Regions from separate parts of the Callithrix jacchus genome. Here region 1 is linked to region 2. The links are chromatin contacts, called in public Hi-C maps. All regions are on one chromosome and are shown on one strand. The core of a region is the stretch at or near the end of the contact, and the rest is flanking DNA. Distances in the headings are between cores, read along the strand shown. Region 1 overlaps SAMD4A (sterile alpha motif domain containing 4A). Region 2 overlaps SAMD4A (sterile alpha motif domain containing 4A).

Region 1 (7,087 bases), core at 3,081-5,580, 78 kb before region 2:
AAGCCCTCCCCGCAGAACGGGCCACCTAAGAACCAGGGCAGGTCCATGCTTCTCTTGGGTCCATGTAGGGAGGCTGCCAGAGCCCCTAGCATCACGTGCAGATGCCGGCGCTCCCGTCGGGTTGGGTGAGCTCAGCATTGAAGAATGCCTCCTCTCCAACACGCCTCAGGTCCGGGAGGTTACAGAGCAGCCGGCAGGGTTTCAGGAACCAGCACATTCTTTCCAAGAAGAGTCAGCTTTAGTCATTCACCGATGTTGAAGTTGAAATGCTTTACCTCCAGTGGCCACAAGATGGAAGAGATTTACTTTTCCAGCGACAACACAGGAGAGGTTTGTACCAAGCCCGTGGGGAGACTCCGGGAAGCAGGGCTGACGTAGTTTAACCAGTTGAGGGTGATAGGGGCCTACAGAACAGTCACTTCCTGAGAAAGAGAGCTGTGCCTGTGTGTAGGGGGAGGGGCAACTGAGCCAGCAGTGCAGATCTCAGAAAATGTTACTCTTCTCCCCAGAATTCCTAAATTTCCTAGGGAGAGAAGGGGCAGGAAGAATTCTGGGCTTGTACCTTCCTACTTCCAGGCTTTTGCAGCCAAGGAAAGAGTCCTAGATTCTGGTCACAAGCTCATCTAAATGTGGTGAGGAGGACACTCACAGGTTCTTGGGATCTTTATCTTGGCCTTTCTTCCTTTTTTCCTCCCATGTTTCCCTTTAAAAGATTCCATTTTCATTTTTACTAAGGCTTAAGGTTTTTTGGTTTGAAAGAAGAACTTGGGGCTGGGAGGGGTAGAATAAAGTTCACATGAGAGACCTCCTTTGGAGGAAGGTCAACCTGACTATGTGAGGGGGAGACAAGGATCGAATGTAGTTTTGTTGTTGTCAACTAGGAAAACTAGTCCTTGGGTTCTGAAGTCAGGATTTTGGCCACCTGGTAGATGATTCAGTATTCTGCTATGATTTTTCCTTATTTAGTGTGGATAGCGTTTTCTCACTTTCCTTTTTGGTTGGATTTTTAAAAAGTTATTTCATATGCAAAATACAGAGTCAATGAGTGATGCTAAAATGATTTGTGCTTCCAGGAAGGCAAGACTGTTTTATACTCATAAGCAATATAATGTGGGCAGAGGACTCTGTTATGGGATACTGAGTCACCGGAGAAAGGAGGGATCCAGGGACTTGTAGAGTTAGGACTCAGCTGTTGGGGGGCCGAGGGTAGGGTGTGATGGGGGGAGAATTTGGCTAGGCCATCTTTCTCCTGATAGTGAGGACCCTTCATTGTTTATTACAGAGCTAGCTTTGCGGAGAGTTGCTGCTGCTGGCAGCCAGAGTGAATACTTGGGTTACTTAAGATCGCTAGGCTTAATGAAATCATCATGCTTTCTGGGGTGAGAACAAAGTGACAGAAGTAAGTTCTCCCTTCCCATTCTGTCGCCTTACCTTTCTAAATCTGATTTCATTACACTGAAATGTGGAAATGCATGAAAAGTCTTTGATAAAGTAACATTCATAAGAACCAATTAATTGGGGATTTGTGTTAATTCAAGCAGGGGCTGGGCTGCAGTTACCTTTGTATTATCGGAGAAATAGGTCTTCAAAGCAAATTAATAGCACAAAAAGATCCCAGAGGAAATACCTATGAGTATAAAACATTTTCTAGCCTTTTCGCAACATCCAACTGAACATCCAAAAGCGATTCACTCACAGCTAATGAATGAAGAGAAATCCCTTAGGATTCCAACCTGGCAAACCTCGGGCTAGCCCTATCCAAGTGTTAGTTACTAACACCCTGGAGAGGTCAAGGTTCATGCCCCCTGCTCCACCTCCACAAGGCTCTCGGATGTGGACCAATGACAGCACTGGGCTGACAGAGGCCAGGGTGGGACATTTGGAGGAGCAGCAAAGAACTTGAAAGCCCCATCGTCATCTCCAACCTCTGAATGACTTCTTCCTCTTGGAACTTGTCTCTCAAGGGCCTGGTGTTGCAAGAGGAGTCTGGAACCTTTTCCCTTCACCTGGGAAAAATATTGCTGCTCTTAAGAAAAGCCACCTGGGATAGGGGTAGGCCCCGGGGCAGGAGGCAGAGAAAGATCTTGCCTTTCATCTGGGCCATCGGGTACCCTCAGGGCAAAGAGGGAGTCTAGTCCAACCCATTAGGGTTGGCAACCCCAGAGGGCTTGGGGCTAGGGAACTGGTCCTGAAGAGTGTCACTTTGCCTGAACCATCTTTTCCACTCATCAGCCTGAGATCACGAAAGCTGCCTGGCTTCCATAAGGTTAAGAGCATGCAGCTGGAGCTGGTGCCAGCCTGTCTGGTTCAAATCCCCAATGTTGCTGCCTACAAAGTTGTCTGTAAATTGGGGTTAACAGCAGCTCTACCTCACATAGTTGTCACAAGGATTAAACTTTAATATTCTTAAAGTGCTTGGATACCACTTGGTATATGTAAGTGCTAAATAAATGTTTGTTTAATAAATAAGCGTTATACATACTGGAATGTAATCACACTCAGGTTTTAAAATTAATCTTTCATGAAGTCTTTTCACAAACTCCAACTGGGCTTATCTCCCTTAAATACAAAACAGTGATGTTTTAAGGCACACTTATGCAAATAAATGCCCAAAATTTTAACACGACAGGCAGAGAGCTGCTATACATGCACTGAGAAATGAAATGAATTCAGAACCTTTCAGGTGCAAGTGCAGAAATTACCCGCTCACGTTTTAAAAACGTAAAATAGAATGTTAATTTTTCAGGATGTTTACATTCTCATTGCCTTATGTCCCAACAATTTCCTATCATTGTTTAAGGCTCAACTCAACCCTTGCTCTACCCTTAATTTCTCCTGCAAATTGTCGTTCCAGTTCATCTTTAATATGAAATTGGATTCCTCAGTTTAAAACTATATTAAGGTAATGGGTTCTAAAGCACAACCAGGCTTATTTTTAACTGTATGCAAGAAGCTGAAGTACTATGAAAAAAATCAAGAATTGTACTGCTCCACTATGAGACTGCAGACCAAAATAGCCTAGCGCTGGGCTCTTCACCCCACCACCGACTATAATTAGCTTGTCTACAGCTAGAAGGGAGGAAAAAAAATTACACTACCACTTAAGGTGCAGATAGAACAACCCATTTTGTCCTTTCAGCTCCCCTTTTGTGGGTAAGCCAGCCTGTGTTTTCCTGCATTCGTTAAATCCTCCCCACTCTCCCCCCATCCCCATCCAGACTGTTACCATCATTTTTACAATGCAAATTAAGTTACAAAAGCTCACATTCAGCTCTTCCTCTGGGACTGCTGGCTCCCACAGCCTCTTCCCAACCCCACCTGTGGAAGCCATGGATTTGGAACTCGCCACAGGGCATCTTCGTGAACGAGGAATGGTGCCCTGCCATATTTCAGCCCCAGGAACTGAGGTAGGCACCGAGGCGCCAGGGGAACCACCATGCATTACAAAGAATGAAATCCCAACATACTTTCTTTGCTGTCGATATCCTGATATGTCTAGAAGGGTTTTCCGAGGGAAAGACCGAAAGAGCTTCTGCACCTGCTGTTTCCATGACAACAGTCTTTTTTTCTGTGTCTCTGTAAATGCCTGCAAAAACAAACAGGGACTTTTAAATGGGAGACGCAGCCTGGCAGTAGAGGGAGAAACATGCAATTAATAAAGGAAAACATTGGAGTCTCTGCCGTTGCCTCCTTTTCACCTGTTTCCAACCTGGTCCAAACAGTAGTCAGTCTAATTTGGTAGCTGCCTATTCTGAAAATTGAAGTTAACTGACGTTGGGGGGGGTACTTGTAAGATACGTGCATCAAGCTGTTGACAACCCTTATTTTTGGTTACATTTCTGGCAGATCCGTACCCAGCTTCCCCTTCCCTCCTGACTCCACTCCAGACTCTATTGGTTAACAAAGAATGAATTGCAAAATTGATTGTTGAGTATTCTGGCTTTTGCAGGCCCCCTGCATTTTCATAATCAATGAAAATTCTCAACCACTCCAAAAATCAATCTGCATGATGGTGTGTCGTCACCCTAGAGTGGTCTGCAGGGTGTCAGAGAATTGACTACATTCTCTGTGTTTCAGGGCTCTGCTGAGATCTCTCCAGTTAATGGGTCCCTTGACTTACAAAAATCCCAACGTGCCAGTCCTGACTTAAACCTTCTCTAAAGTTTAGGAAAATAGGTAGGTCTGATGGCTTCTCAGATCTTTTCTAGTAAAACTGCTGTGTGTGTTTTGCCTCTTGCCCTGTAACAAATTCTTATCTATGTTTTATTTCCTTTTATGTTTAGCCTTTGTGCTCGCCACAGACTAGGAAAGGACTTTATGTGGGTTAGGAGTGTCCATGGCAGGGACTCTCAGATTCATGACATATCAGAATCACCCAAGGGGACAGTCAAAGTTCAGTTACCCGGGCCCCCTTCCACATGTCCAGAGCCTGATTTACTAGATCTGAAGGGGTGACTAGAGAGTTTGTGTTTGTAGCAAGTGCCCTGGTAATTCTGCTGCAGGCAGAGCATGAGCATGAGGTGTTCTAGATGGTGAGGGCCCACATCACATATAGATCCCCTGCCAAGTGCCTAGAACTGTAACTTAGCACATGTGCCATGGGAAATCCAGGCAATTGGACTGATTTGCAATAACAAGGATGGAGAGAAGATTCTCAAGTAGTTTTGTCAATAAGGCATGAATTCCTTTAAGTAGCAATAAAACATTAGTAACAGACTAAATGACTAGTTTCCATAAAGTAAACAGATTTCTTAAACGGAGAAAAAAAATAGCTCAATTTTCTCCCCATGATGCTTAATCTTTAAGGACCTAAACACCAGGAGAACTCTGTGGACAAAAGCAAGATGTTAATCCTGTGGCAGAAACGTCATTGAGGACTTATAAACCCCTCTTCCAGGGTGACCTTAGCCAGATGCCACTAAGAATATGCATCAGGGAGGGCCAGGAGGCGAGGACGTGGCTGTCCTCTACAGTCCCTCTCATTGGTCACTGATGCTCCCTGTATGTCCCGCTACGTGAGTCCCTCTGAAACTGGGCAAAAGGCAAGTGTTTCTGCTGGACTAACATGGAGGGGATAATTTCTGCTTCTGACTGGCTTATTCAGCCACATGTTGTATGAGGACACAAGATGTGGGCATGCTGGTCAGGGAGGAGAGGTGTGGGCCAGAGGAAGGCTCTGGATGCTGATGGGCAGGGCTTGAATCCCTCCACGCCTTTACGCCCGTCCCTCTACCCAAGACTCAGTATCTTCTAGAAACTGAGGATAATGATATCTCCCTCAAAAGGATGTTGTGGGAATGAAATAACACATGAAAAGCATCTGGAATGTGCCTCACTCTTAATAATGGTTCAACAGATGCCACTCGAAGACACCACACTGGGTTTTGTTTCGGACTGCACAGACAGGCCGTTTGGTGGTGGTATACGGCTGTTCATCACATTAGGGATTCAACAGTGACCTTGAGCTCCAACAATGGCACAGAGCAAATGACTTCAAGGTCTCTGAACTACAATACTCAACTGGTCTGGAGCCAGCCTGAAGGACAATAGGCCTGAGTTTCCAAGTGACAAACGAGTAAGTGGCTCATTTCATGGATGTGCTTCCTAAGACACTACAGACATGACATCTTCCAGGGTGGCAAGCAGCATCCAAGAAGGTGGGAACGTTGACACCTCCATGGGCAGGTGAGCGCATTCCATGAGTACCTCAGTGGGCAGCAGGCTCCTTTCCTTCAGGGCTGCAGATGGGAGCCAGCCCCTTAGCAGAACTGAGTGAGAGCAGGGGCCAGTTCTCAGCTGGGTGGTGTGGCATTAGGTTGTGGCTGGCTCCACGGGTCTCTGAATACTGGTTCCTGGCTGACAGGGGAGTGCTCAGTTTTGGGGGATCCGTACTGGCTATGATGCCCAATATCTCACCACAGCCCCCTTCACTGGCAGCCCCAGGCTGGGCTGGGGAGCAGCTTCCTGAGAGGCCTGGAGGGGAAGGGAAGGGGCTTCATGCCCAGCAACTGGCCAGGCACCTGAGTCCTGGCCCCCTCAGGCCCAGACCAGTGCATCTGTCTGGAAGAAGATGGCTATGGTGTCCCAGTGTATGTGGCTGGATGAGAAGGCTCATAGAGAGGCAACAGCCTACCTTCCTGGAGCCACCTCAAGACACAGTGAAGTGCCCAGAAGCCTGGGATAATTCAGGAGTCAAAGTGACTGGTCTCAGAAGTAAAATTTAGAACTTTCCTATCCTTCCTTTCATGACTCTGGGGACTCAGTCCCTCCATCCCAGGGAGGAAGGGAGGTGTCCTGGCTCAGTCAATACCTTCCCTACTCCCAGCCAGCTAAGGAACAGCATGTCCAGACTGTGAAAGAGCATCCTGTCTCCCTGTGCCCGGGCCAACCTTCTTCCAGGATGGAGGCTGTGCGCCTCCACGGGCCTCACAGGCAGGGCGTGTTCTGCCCACATACAATAACCAGCGCTGCGGAAAATTATCCAGATGCTTTCCCTCTCTCTCAAATTAAAATCATAAAAGCCCTGAACGTTTTCCCTTCCAAAGCAGCATGCAGTCCCCTCCATCCTGACATGAACTTAGCACGCAGACACCTCACCAGCTCCTGCTTGCCTGGGACCTGCAGTCGCGAGAGACCCCTCTGGGCAATCAGAGGAGATGAGACCACCCAGTGCCATCTTTGTCACTTGGGGCAGCACAGGGATAAAGGGGAAAAAACAAAACCAGAGCCAGGATACCCAGGGAGGACACACAAGATAGCAGGGAAGCGAGAAGCATCAGGCCTAAGCTTCAGGCCTGGTGAGGGACAACTAGGAAGCCTGAGGACTGTGTGGCACAGGCAGCTGGAGGACTCATTATTTCTATCTCATGGGCTCAGCTGTCTTGAGGCAAGGTGGACGGTACCTTGTCCTCCAGTATCAATGCTGAGAGTGGGTGTGGGAGAGGAAGCAGAGCTCTGGTTTACTTTAATCAGAAGCTGAAATCTTCCCCATTCTGTCTGCCCCAGTCCACCCACAAATGTCCTACTTCCCAACAAAACACAGAGCCCTGCAGACACCGCTCTCTTCCGCCTCCTTACGATCCAAGTC
Region 2 (7,401 bases), core at 1,687-4,186:
TTATTTCAGTCAGTCCTGGCTTCCAGGATGTTCCTTCAACATGTCAGCGGCGTGCCTGCCTCAGAACCTTCGCATTTGCTGTTTTCTCTGCCTGGAACACTTTTCCCCCACACCCATATTTAGCCTCTCAGTTCTGTCTTTGCTCAAATGTCACCTTCCTAGTGAGACCTTATCTGTCCACGCCATTTTAAACTGCCCACCCCACTCTCTCACCTTACACTCCCTTATCCCCAGGTCATGCTTTGCTTTTTCCATAGTGCTTACCACCATGTGACCTGCCATACAGTATGCGTATTTCTGGCCTCTCTCCATTAGAATGCAAGCTCCATGAGGGTAATGAGGGTGTCTTCATTTTTTCATGCATTAATATTTCCTTATTAGTTACAGTTGTTTTTGTTTTTTTGAGACAGGGTCTTGCTCTGTTGCCCAGGCTGGAAGCAGTGGCACAATCACGGCTCACTGCAACCTTGACCTCTTAGCTTCAAGCCATCCTCCCACCCCAGCATGCTGAGTAGTTCAGATCACAGGCATGCACTGCCACACCTGGCTAATTTTTGTATTTTCTGTTGAGATGGAGTCTTGCTTTGTTGCCCAAGTTGGTCTCCAATGATCCTCCTGCCTCAGCCTCCCGAAGTACAAGGATTACAGGCATGAGCCACTGTGCCCAGTCTAATTATGTTTTTTTAATAGCTATATAAAATTGTTCCCTGTCCTTTTGTTTGATAGAGTTTTAATAGCCTTTTGGATTTCTCTAAAATGTTAGGTATTTTCCTAGAAGTTTTCTTTAAATGAAGGCTTAAGACAGAATGGATGACCTATAAACAATAGTCGGTGCCACCATCACACACAAACTGTTCAGTCACCTTTTTCTCATTCAGCTCTGCTGTTTTCTGATTATTTTTAGCTTTACCATCAAATAAAAACAGGAACATGGAAGAGAGGGAAATAAAATGATTACCTCAATTTTCAGAATCTTTACCACCTCCCCCTTTTCAATATTCTGTTTAAGATGGAAAATTTCCCCATTGTTTTTTGCTAGAAAACAAAAGCAAAATGGGTGCTTTTTGTGATTGTAACTGACACCAATTAAAGTAATCTTCATGAAAGAGTGGAGAGGCTGAGACAGCAGAATGAAATGTATTTAATACAACTCTTGCAAACATCTTTTTAAGAAGGAAAGAAAAGTAGTGTCAACAGGGCTAAGACTGTTATATGTGTGGGTTTTTTCGGCACAACATGATTATGTTTTAATAAAACCTCATAGGAAGGGGTCTCCTAAGAATTATATAAATTAGAGGTGAAAAAAATGTTACCTCACTCGACAAATACAAGACACATTCTTGTAAACCACGCTTGACTAGTCTTTTTACACCATAAACCCCCCAGAGGAGAGGCTGTAAATGTTCTAAACACAGGAAGCTTTCCCATTCTCTAATCTTCAGCGTCACCCTCACACTCCCAGACCACCACTGCCAAAACCCCACCCACCACAGAGCGACTCTTCAATAGTATCTTCAAAGAATGAATTAGCAATCCTCACGTCGACCTTGCAAAGGAGAAAAGTGTGCTTTCTACTTCTACGTTTAGATTTAGGCCTTGTTCCACAAAAGGTTATATTCTGGGACTTCTGAGTCCCAAAATCAGCACACCATCGTCCATGTAGCCTAACTACAAGAATATTTAACAAACAACTCCAAGGTCAGCATCCTTGGCAATGTCCAAACAGTCAACAGAGGAGTATCTTGGGAGGAGTATCAACAGATGGAATCACAAAAGAATAGTTCATGCTTAATCCAGTGGAGCACACTGAACAACAGCCATGCCACACAACAGGTTTATACACCTCGGGAAGTCTGGGATGGGCTGGAGTGCACACATCCCACCCCTGACACCACAGAGCCATTCTACGTCTTTACATGCATCTGAACTGAGAAGTCACTGGGTCCCATGCTTTCTAAAATAATGAAGTTGCTCAACAACCTATAGACAAAATTTCCCAACTCAAGAGCTGGGATCCAAAGTGTAAGTGTGAATGTAAGAGCCCCGTGGTGTGGTGTGTAACCATGTAAACATTGTCACCAAGGAACAGCATGTAGATATTCCCGAAATATACATGTTAGCAATGTTGATAGTAAAAATGTATGTATCACTCATCGAGGTATGAAATATGAAATACTTACAGCACAAGTCATCCAATGGGAGAGGGAAGGAACAATTTTGTGTAGGCAGGATAATCTAGTTCCCAGTCACAATTTAACTGGTACTCTTTTTGGAAAGAAAGGCCTGGCTAACTGTACAAGCAAGGACAGAGGCTCCGACCCTGGCACATACTCAGTCCTGCTCTCCTGTCCTCCCAGGGCACGGCCCTGTAGAGGGAGCTAGAGGCACACCTCCCTTCCTGCTTCCCCTCCACTGCCAGCCAACGCCGGGAATTTCCACAATGGTAAGCAGTAAAAGGCAGCAAAATTTTCACCTGTTACTTGTGCGCCAAACTCTGTCTTCAGGTTAGTAGGTCTACTGATGGAATCAGAATAAGATTTTTCCGATTTTTTTTTCATTTTTGAGAAGGGAAGCTACTTTTTCATTGCTGAAGTCCTCGGAAAAGGTAGGAAGGACCATGGTGAAGAAGGCAGTTCTCTAAATAGGAATGAGAATGGCTGAGGCCATTTCTCTCCTTCTGGGCATCCTGCCGTGAAATTGAGTAGACATAGGGCTCAGTGGCTGGATCAGAACCAGGAGGACTGATCAGATGAGGGCCCTTGGCTTTAGCCGAATCGGTGGGGATGCTACAGAAGGAGACCAGAGCTTAGGGCTCACAGGAATAATGCCATTGAACAAGGGCCTCATCTTTCCCGGGTTGCAAGCATGCTGCCATCTAGAATTCTACAACAAAGGCAGGCACTGAAAAAAAAAAACAGTGAGAGGGCTCAGGCAGGGGAAGGTAAGCGGGAGGAGAAAGGCCCGGTAGGATGAAGAGGAGCGGATGCTGAGGCAGAGTTGAGGACAAGTTCAAGCCTTGTCTACAGACCCGCACAGCCCAGTGCAGGCAGGCCCACGTTGCATGGCTGAGAAGCTGGAGAGAGGACAAACCTGGTAGGAAGAAGGAGCTCCTTCTTGGAAACAAACCTTCTAAACTCTATGGAGGCAGGCAGGAGGCAGCAAGGGGCCCCTACATCCAGGGTGTTTGGAAACTAACCATTGTCCACCCTCCCTCAACTCTACCCTAGGCACATGGCCCAGTGAGGAGAAAGACAAAGCTAACTTCTAGCCACATGGGTTCCGAGCCGGGAGTGACAGCAGTGGCCTACTGTGTTGTCTTAATCTAGCTTCCTGCCATCACCTTTGGAGATGATTGTGTTTATTAATCCATCAGATACTCATCTTCGGTTCCTATCAATGTATATGGCTTGGTGCTAGGATCTTTCCTTTAAAATGGCATTTGTGGTATCAGAGATAGCCATAGGGAAAGTTTTGTGCCCACAGAAACGTCTACCGCAAAGAACTTGGGGAGAATCAGACCAGCGGGATAGAGAAATACCTGGAGAAGGGTTCCATTTCTAGAATCAACAGGCAACATTGTAAGGAGTAGAATCCATCTTCTAAAGTACTCCTAGGCCCTCCAGACAGCACCCAACACATTATTTGGCAGGAAAAAAAAAGAGCTTAGTCTACTATCACAATACCAGTGGAGACTTAACCTCTGGCTGTTTGACTCTCAAAAGAGATCAGTATCATTTATCATTGAATACTCCCTGCTGTCGATCTGTCCTGGACACATCTGAACCCTCCCCCTCCACTCCTATCATCATCTGTGATCTCGTTTAAGAATCTTCCTCTCTCCCCAAATGCCATTCACCACTCGGGCCCTCGCTGCCTTTTCTCTCACAACTGAGCTCAATGACTTACACATACAGATTACACATCTGTATGACACCCCCTCCCTTCACCCCTCCTTGAGGGTGGACAGTCCTTCCACTTTCGTGTTGCCTGCTCCCTTGCCCAGGTCAGTGCTGATCACACAGTCTTGCTAGACCAAACTGGTCAAAAAAAGATACATGTACTTTTTCTTTACGGCTGATGACACGGGACATCTGTTCTTCCTCAGCTTTGACTGTCTCTCTGATAAGTATCAACAGCAGAAATCTCTGGACCAAGGCAAGAATGGTGAGGGGACACTGAGGCTCCAGCAGAAGGGGAGGGCAGGCCTCTCTTCAGATGATGCCCCCAGCGTCTTCCTATCAACAACCCTCCCTTGGTCTACACTAGGTCACATGCCCAATGTCTCCCTGCTGAGAGCCCCTCCTCCTGCCTCTACTCAGATGCAGACACAGGTAGGGTAGCCGATTCACCCAGAGACTCGGAGCCCAAGATGCTGGTTGTTAGTACCTAAGATGGGCTCAGTTGTCTTGAGGGCACCTTTCTAAGGTATTCACTCCCAAGAACTGTAGGAGTATCAGGTGCTGTAAGTGACTTGGGGAAAGCAGAAAGACAATAAAGTGTGGGGAATGAGAGCACAGACGCTAGTCATGCTGTCTGCGCTTCCACTGAGTGAGCTGTGTGAACTTGGGCAATTCACTTAACCACTCTGTGCTTCAGTTCCTCCATCTGGAAAATGGGCTACCTCCTAAGATTGGCAATATCTGAATTATTTAATCTTTGTAAAGCATGGGACCATCATCTGGCCCATGGTGAGTACTATGTAGTTGTTAGCTGCTCACCAACAATCTAAGGGACCAGGATCACGCTCCATAGGGCTCTCTCCTACAGGATGGGGCAGGGGAGGGAGGCCCAAAAGCCCTAAGACACTGGTTCACAATGTGTGGAGGAGGGGCCTGCCAGAAAAATTGTTAGAAATACAACTTCTGGGACCCCTTCTTTAGATCTCCTGAATCAGAAACTGTGTTTAACAAGCCCCCAGGTGATTCTGATCCAGGGTCAAATTTGAGAACCCGAGAAAATCATACCCTCTAATTTATAGCATTTGAAGCATCTGGGAAGGCTGATGTGAAACCAGGTGGAAAACATGATTTCTTACCAGGAGAAGGGCCAGGAGAAAGTGGTTCAAAGAGTGGCAAGAACCTATTTTTAGAGGAAGTTGTTGGATTTTTTTTTTAAGTCAACGATAAATATGCAAAATGTCATAATATTTCTAAGATAGGGCTGATCTCTCAAGTTTTCTATTCATAGCAATCTAGCCAGTTAAAAGCAGCAATCGCTGCATCTAAGGATAGACAGGGAAGCCACGATTTGGCCCATTTGGGTTTAAAGAGTGCCATAAGAATAAACAAAGTCTGGCCAAGCCTGTGCTGGCTCATGAATCAAACGAAGGTGAGAATTTCAGTTTTAAAGCATCTTTACCACAGGCTCACACCCTCACAAACCACCCCCACACAATCCCCGGAGTTCTGTGCTGCTCTGAGGAGGAGAGTTGAGATGAGTCTGTGGAAGCCTGGGCATCAGAGCCAGTACGTTACCTCTAAACCGTTGCTCCGGAGAGCCGTCTGGTGAAGTTTGGTATCAACTCACTGGTCTGACGATGAACCACAGGACATGCGTTAACAGGAGCAAAATTATCTTGATTAGGGGACCGTAATATTTCGCTGAGTTTGGGGGTGAGGGCACAGCTGCTGTCCAGGTTATATGGAGCTGAGCACATTACAGTTGAACCAGGTGCTAGGTGAAAAATTTGCGAGTTGGTGGAATGATCACATAAGAGATTGCTCCATCTCTTCCCTCTCCACTTTGTCCTTCTCCTTTTCTTCCCTCCTCTGGTGTCTACTGGGCACAGCTCATCACTACTGAGTGTCTGGCTGGGTATTGTGATGTCAGAGGCATCAGCCACAGAGGGCAATGCCTGAGAAAGGACAGCAGCCGGAGAAAGGGGCACGTGGCCCTGATTTCAGCTCCTGTGATACCACACTCCCTCCAGTTATCTGATAACATCTTACATCGGAAACATTTCTTGAGGCCCTTACCCTTTTCCCAAATCAATATGGCACTTAGGGGACACCAAAGCACAGAGAAACTTGCCCCCAATCATGCAGTAATGCCCTGGTGACACCATGAATGGTACTGGAGCTTCCTGACCCCTTGTCCAGGGGACCTGGCTGCCTTTTATAGAAAGTTTCCACACACCTTCTATTCCTAACCTCAATCACAAGCATCGCCGGCCCAGATGCTTCAGCAGCACCAGCAGACTCTGTGTCACCGGCTTAGTAACATACCCCATTTAGGAGCATGAGCACAACTTGTTTGCACGGGGAATGAATTAACTGAATTCTAGATATTCTTTTTTGGCTGCCTTTTGTTTTGTTTTGTTTTTATTTCAAACACAGCTAACTCATCAGGGCTTTGGACACCAAGAAAGCCAACTTTGATTTTTCAAGGGAAATCAGCAGCTGACCACACACCAGTCCCTTCCTGGTCCTCCCCAAGATGCTGAGAACATCCAAAGTCTGCAGTTTGGAGGAAGGAAGAAATACTTGGTTCATAACTGCCTGTGGAGGGGCAGGATGCATCTTTTCTTGTACTTATTTTGCAAGATGACATTAAGCAGAACAGTGCTGAGAAAATGGAAGATAATCTACAAAAACAAAGGTCATCACTTCTTTATATAATGTGAGAAGTTAACTGAATGTCCTTGAGGTCTAAAACGGGTAGAGCCTTTGGAGGAGAGGGGAGCAAGCCCCTTGGAGTCAGACAGGTGAAGAAGGGCAGATGTATAAGTGCTATCACAGGGCCAGCTCCACGAATCACTGCACAGATCTCACTGCCAAATCAAACCCCTGAAAGCACAAAGACTGGAAGAACTGGCTTATTTATCAAACAACTGACGGGCCAGGGCAGGGAGCAACTCCCAGCCAATAAGGTGACTTGGTTTCTCAAAATGACATAAATACATTTCAACTGTGTAGTAAATAAAATGAAATTTCATTGTAAAAGGGCCCCAACAGTCCCCCATGTGATCTGCCTCTGCTGCCTCCTCATGTGACTGGCCTCCCAATTTAGCGCGTAACCAACTCTCAATGACCTGTAATAACACTATTCCCAAATTAGAGCTCTCAATTTGACTTGGCTTTGGTCCCTCCCTCAAAGCAAAATAAAGCATCCGTTTTCTTTTTTTCACATTCATAATACTCTCCTTTTGAGTTGCCAACTCAAACCCTGTTTCAGTCAGATTGAGCCCTTCCTCTATTTTTTTTTTTTTTTTCTGGTTAGCCAAAGAGCCCGATGGAAAAACACCAAGAGACAAAAACAAAAACAAAATCAGACAAAAATTCCAAGTAAGTGACATTCAGCTGGAAAAGCTATGATTCACATGCAAATAAAAATCTCCCTGAATTCACTGTTATATGACGCAAGCCCCTGGCTTCGACATAAAAAGGGCAGAATGAAATCACC

Evidence for each region. Hi-C and Micro-C count contacts between places; a contact is called where the count stands out from the background.
Region 1: a Hi-C map of skeletal muscle shows a contact between it and region 2, with 3 times the contacts expected there. The contact joins two enhancer-like sites. A contact is called at or near these places in 2 of 3 Hi-C or Micro-C datasets (both in skeletal muscle).

Annotation. Positions count from the first base shown.
Region 1 is chr8:89,332,629-89,339,715 of calJac240_pri, reverse strand. It overlaps SAMD4A (sterile alpha motif domain containing 4A), which reads right to left. Exons shown (of 13, transcript XM_078334986.1): 9 at 3,468-3,586. Among named protein-coding and RNA genes, the nearest start is that of GCH1, 120 kb to the left of the region's middle. Within about 2 kb of position 4,330, at least 1 of the 16 cell types and tissues checked has an H3K27ac peak or open chromatin away from gene starts, as enhancers often do. A contact at or near this core is called in skeletal muscle, where this site is marked.
Region 2 is chr8:89,252,641-89,260,041 of calJac240_pri, reverse strand. All of the region lies in intron 3 of SAMD4A (sterile alpha motif domain containing 4A), which reads right to left. Among named protein-coding and RNA genes, the nearest start is that of SAMD4A, 130 kb to the right of the region's middle. Within about 2 kb of position 2,936, at least 1 of the 16 cell types and tissues checked has an H3K27ac peak or open chromatin away from gene starts, as enhancers often do. A contact at or near this core is called in skeletal muscle, where this site is marked.